2 separate regions of the Pogona vitticeps genome follow, and region 1 is linked to region 2. The links are chromatin contacts, called in public Hi-C maps. All regions are on one chromosome and are shown on one strand. The core of a region is the stretch at or near the end of the contact, and the rest is flanking DNA. Distances in the headings are between cores, read along the strand shown.

What was found. A called contact is a pair of places that touch in the nucleus more often than the background predicts.
Region 1: a contact with region 2 is called in a Hi-C map of muscle, with 5 times the contacts expected there. The contact joins the promoter of DNAI7 here to the promoter of CMAS in region 2. A contact is called at or near these places in 2 of 2 Hi-C or Micro-C datasets (blood and muscle).

What each region holds. Positions count from the first base shown.
Region 1 is chr5:187,115,823-187,118,522 of PviZW2.1, reverse strand. It overlaps DNAI7 (dynein axonemal intermediate chain 7), which reads left to right and starts at 1,448. Exons shown (of 15, transcript XM_020801069.3): 1 at 1,448-1,720. The coding sequence starts at 1,718. ETFRF1 (electron transfer flavoprotein regulatory factor 1) reads right to left here and starts at 553. Exons shown (of 3, transcript XM_020801023.3): 1 at 396-553.
Region 2 is chr5:186,735,391-186,738,090 of PviZW2.1, reverse strand. CMAS (cytidine monophosphate N-acetylneuraminic acid synthetase) reads left to right here and starts at 1,401. Exons shown (of 8, transcript XM_020815222.3): 1 at 1,401-1,663. The coding sequence starts at 1,452.

The DNA of each region.
Region 1 (2,700 bases), core at 199-2,698, 380 kb before region 2:
CCCTTGAAGAAAGTGCGGGCGGTTGTGAAGTTCAGTGTGTTAGAAAACTCACCTACCTTCCCTTCCTACCTCCTCCTGACTCCCAAAACCTCCATGGAAGATGATGACAGCTTGTGTGTGTGTGTGTGTGTGTGTGTGTGTGTGTGTGTGTGTGTGTGTGTGTGTGAGAGAGAGAGAGAGAGAGAGAGAGAGAGAAAATCCTTTTCCCCCCTCTTTTGGACTACAAATCCCATCACAGGCTGGGGGATTCTGGATGTTGTAGTTGTTTTTTTAAAAAAAAGGAACTTCTCCCAAACCCTGGAAGAGATGACAAGGTGGAGGAGCGCCCTCTCCCTCGGCCAGCCATACCCAAGTCCCTACAGCCAGAGTAACATTAGAGGTTAAGCACGAAGTACCTTTGCCGTCCATGATTTTTTGACAACGACTTCCGACCTTCCCAGCTGATCAGAGACAAGAGGGGCGGTGGGTGATGACTGCGCCTGCGCCGAATTCGAGGGTAGAAGGTTCCAATGCCACTAGTACGGCTGCGCACGAGTTTAAGGCAGCTAGAGATATACAAAAGTTAAGAGTACTACCCTTCTACAGGTTGGAGACATGGCGAGAACTCTTTTTAGACTATAGCTCCCAGAATTCCCTGCAGCTGCCCCGAGGAATCCTGGGAGTTGCAGTCCAGCCACCACCACCACCGCCACCACCCAGATCTCGGGGCCTCTCCTTGCTCTCTGTGGCTCCTGGCCGGCTTAACTGAACGTTCGCTTCCCGAAGGGGAGTCCATGCCCTTGATTTCCATGGGGGTCGCGCCCTCTAGGGTGCACGCGAGCCCGCCTGGTGTTAAGGCGCCGTCCTGCATGCCGCTCTCTCTATCCCGGCTTCGGGTTGCAGCGGGTCCCGATCTGCCTCAAGCTCAGCTCCAAGCTTTCTTTTTCGACCGTGCAAGAGGAGGGTTGAACTACACTGCAGGAAGGTTGTTCTGGGGGAAAAAACTGCCCTCTCCCTCCACGGCCCCCTCCGTCCACATGTCCCCCCCCCCTGCCAACAAGAGATGTGCATGTGCAAGAGTGAAGCCTTCTTCCTCTGACCCACTGCTGCAAAATCAATGCCATAGGAAAGTCTCGGCTTTCACCACTGTCTCTCCTGCAAAGTAGTTTTCAGTTTCTACGTCTCTAAAGGGAAAAAGCCAAGTCGTCGAAAACAACTCGGAAATGTATGTGGGAGACAAAAGAACTGTGCCCCAACTTGTAACAGGCTCGCGCAAGGGAGGGGGCTGCTGCGCATGCGTGGAACAATGATCTAGATTGATTCTAGGGGCGAAGTCTACGGCTAAAGTCTAAGCGTTACTTCCGGATTACATTTGACCACCCCCTGCAGAGCAACAGACACGTGATTTACACAAACTTCAGTTCCACGTGTCCCCGCCTTGTTAGGCCTGTCCGGAAATTTTTTTTTTTTTGGAGCGGGAGAAGTTCATCGATTGACCTTTTAGAAAGGTCAAAGAAATTTTTATCTTTTCACGGTGACTTTCAAAGGCCTCTCAGGAGTTTATTTCGGAACCGGAAGTGTATATGTGCAGTTTTGTTCCTTTCCTCTTTATGGAGGACTTTAAACCCACCCCGAGGGGGCGGAGGGAGAAGCGAGTGGGCGGGGCTCGTTGCCGGGGAAACCGAGGGGCGGGAGCTGTAAACAACTTTTGGTCCATCTCTTATCTGGAGGCGGCGAGATGGTGAGACGCCTCTGATCTATCCTGTCTCCCCTCCCCCCTATAAATTTGCATAAATTTGCATTTGCAATTCTTGCTAGGTTGCGTCATTTTATTGCCTGCTTCCATATTTATTTATTTATTTATTTATTTATTTATTTATTTATTTATTTATTTATTTATTTATTTATTTATTTATTTATTTAGCAAGCTATGTTCCCAAGACAGTTTGCATGCTTGCATTTTATTGCCTGCAAAACTGTGGGTTTTAAATTCGGTGTCGTTTACCTTTCAGTGAAATAAGTTTTTCTTTTAAGGTTTTAAATTCTGTGAAGATAAATATACTTATTTGAGGTTTTTTTAAGTCAATTAAATTTTGCTGCAAAATGTTCAGTGGAGTTGGGCAGATCAAGTGACGTATCCACTCCCACTCTCCAAGTTTATAAATTCAAACTGTATTTTATGGACTAGCCATAGGGGTAGACAATTAATTTCTATTAAATCTGAACTCTGTTCGGGGGCCGAACCAACTTTACTTAAAACTAAAATGAAACAGTGATGTTATGATTGTTTTTATTTTAAACTTGTTAATCTTCACAAGTACTAAAGAGGTTTTTTGCGGTATGTTAAAGATAAGCAACTGATCAACTTTAGACAAAAAGCTATAAATGGTTTTGATGTCCGGCGGGCTGGACAGGAGCGGCTCGAGGGCCGTATGTGGCCCTCGGGCCACACTTTGCCCAGGTCTGGACTAGCATCATAATTTCATCCTGCTTTTCCTCCAAGAATGCTCAGAATCGAAGGTCTCGTACTCTCATCCATATTATCCTCACAACAAGCCTGTGAGGTAGGATAGACCTTGACCACATGTGTTTACTGGCCCCAAATTGTCCAGTGAGAATTTGAACCCGAGACTCTCCAGTTTCTCTCACTAAATCTGCTACATTTGCCTACATACACCAGCTTCATGTCCTAGGGGTACTGGGCAGGGATAAAGGTGCAGA
Region 2 (2,700 bases), core at 152-2,651:
AGCAAGGGAGAGAATAACATGGCTGCTCTCTGCTGGAACAAATCATCACTGCAGGAGAAGCCATCCTTGTTATTTCTAGAACCAGCGTGAGGGTTGGGTGGTGAATAAAATGGAATAAAAATTTAACAGCATTGCAGTGAGCCCCAAGAAATTAACCATGTGCTGTCTGTCTCCTTCAGGACAAGCGGCTCCCAGCCTGATGCTTCACTCCCCATTGACTCCTCCTGCAGCCTTGTATTAAGTCCCTGTCAAGTGATTTCCAACCCATGCTGAAACTGACAGGGTTTTCAGGTGTTGAAGGAGTGGTTTCCCATTGTAACCCCATAGTGAGTTTGCATAGCTTTGCTGGGGTTTGAACCCAGATCTCCTTGTCTGACAATTTATTCAGTACACCACGCTGGCTCTCCCGTTGCTAGAAATGTAGACGCATAAATGTCTTTAATAAACACGTTAGACAAATCCAAAGGGGGGAAATTTTTAAAAGCCAAAAGCCTTGTCCCACCGTAAAGACTAAGGACAATATTTTAATGTGAGTTTACATAGATCGAGTCCACTTCATATTCAAGCCTGCCTGAAGAGAAAGGATTTCCCCTGCTTGTGAAAGGACAGCAAAGATGGGGCCAGCCTGGTCTCCAGTGGGAAGGAGTTCCAAAGTATAGTCTTGTTTATATTCTTGACAGCCTTCTGGAGCCAGATTGAGCATTCAGATCCGACAAATAAAAGCCGTACTCCTCAGAAGAAAGATAAATGTAAAACGGTGGCCTTACTTTTATGTTTGTTTATGCACTTTGTGTGTGTGTGTGTGTGTGTGTCTGTCTGTCTAGGATGTGTCAACCAAGGATAAAAAAGGGACCTGCTTCTGAATATAACAAGCTCCAGTCCAGGAAAACCAAATAAATGATAGTTGTGATATCTGCACCATCTTTTCCTCCATCTCTTGTCCCCCGCACCCCCGACAAAGAGTTCTGCAGAACTCAGAAGCTTGCACACTTGTGACACATTTTGCTTGGTACTAATAAAGATTCTTTATATCTGCATTATATTAAAATCTTCATTTAGAACCAACAGATACTAAATGAAGAAAGGGCCGCGCTATCCCTTCCTTTCCCTTTCCTTCCTCTCATTTTTTCCTTGCTTCTCCTTTTACACCCCATTTCCCCTCCCCACTGCAGTTCCCACAATCCCTGAAGAATTCTTCCACTTCCCTTTCCTAAGACCAAAACAAAAAAAACTACACTACCCATCAACCCCTAACAAGCGCGACGTCGCCCTCTCCGCCCACGAACTACCAATCCCAGGAAGCCTTGCAAGGGAGGCGCCCTCCATTCGGCCCTTAAAAAAACTACACCTCCCAGCATGCTTTGCGAGTACGTCAGTTCGGCCGCCGCCGCCGCCGCGTGACGGCGTCAGGCCTAGACGTGGCAGGGCGGGAATTTTTCTCTCAGAGGACAATGGCTGCCGCCGGACCTGCTGCTGGCGCTTCTCCGAGGGCCTCTTGCGGGCTCTCGGGAGACGCCGAGCGGACGCCTCCCCACATGGCGGCGCTGATTCTGGCCCGCGGGGGCAGCAAAGGAATCCCGCTGAAGAACATTAAGCTCCTGGCTGGGGTCCCGCTCATTGGCTGGGTGCTGAGGGCAGCCGTGGATTCTGGCGTCTTCCAGAGGTGTGCGCATGCGCGAGTCTCGGTCTCCCGACCCCGCCCCTTTTTTCAAAGGGGGAATCGTTCTTTTGTTTGCAGTCTGAACTTCCGGGGCGTATAGGTGTGCCTGTGTTTTAAGGCTCTGAGTCTTTCTTCTAAGGAAGGGTAAAATACTGCCCTCCAGTACTCGGATTACAACTCCCATGAGTCCCAGTCGGCCTAGCTTATAGGGAGGGGATGTCAGGGAGGTCCAGTCCGTTAACGTCTGGATGGTCATACACGAATCTAAACTAGCTTTTGACTTTGCATGAGTTTTCACCAGGCTGGTCACTGCAGAGGAAATGCCTGAACTTTGCAGGGTAGTTTATGGTTTTTTAGAAAAAGTGCTACAGTTTGGATTAAAATCACATGGTTTAGCTGTGTTAATCTGCAAGCATTATAGGTGAAAGGAAAAAAAGTAAAAAGACAAAAAGAAAACGTGGCACCTTCAAGAATAACTTTTATATTTTTTAATGTGAGCTTTTGTAGACAAGCCCACTTCGTCAAAGATAAGTGCAGGAGGTAATACATGGCACATATTTATTTTTGGTGTTTAGTTGTTAAGTCGCGTCCAACTCTTCGTGACCCCATGGACCAGAGCACGCCAGGACCTCCTGTCTTCCACTGCCTCCCAGAGTTGGGTCAAATTCATGTTGGTTGCTTCGATGACACTCTCCAACCATCTCGTCCTCTGTCGTCCCCTTCTCCTCTTGCCTTCACACTTCCCCAACATCAGGGTCTTTTCCAAGGAGTCTTCTCTTCTCATGAGATGGCCAAAATATTGGAGCCTCAGCTTCAGGATCTGTCCTTCCAGTGGGCACTCAGGGTTGATTTCCTCCAAAATGTTCTCCTTGCAGTCCAGGGGACTCTCAAGAGTCTCCTCCAGCACCACAATTCAAAAGCATCAATTCTTCAGCGGTCAGCCTTCTATGCGGATCTTTGTTGGTAAGGTGCTGTCTCTGCTTTTCAAGATGCTGTCGAGGTTTGTCATCACTTTCCTCCCAAGAAGGCATCTTTTTGAT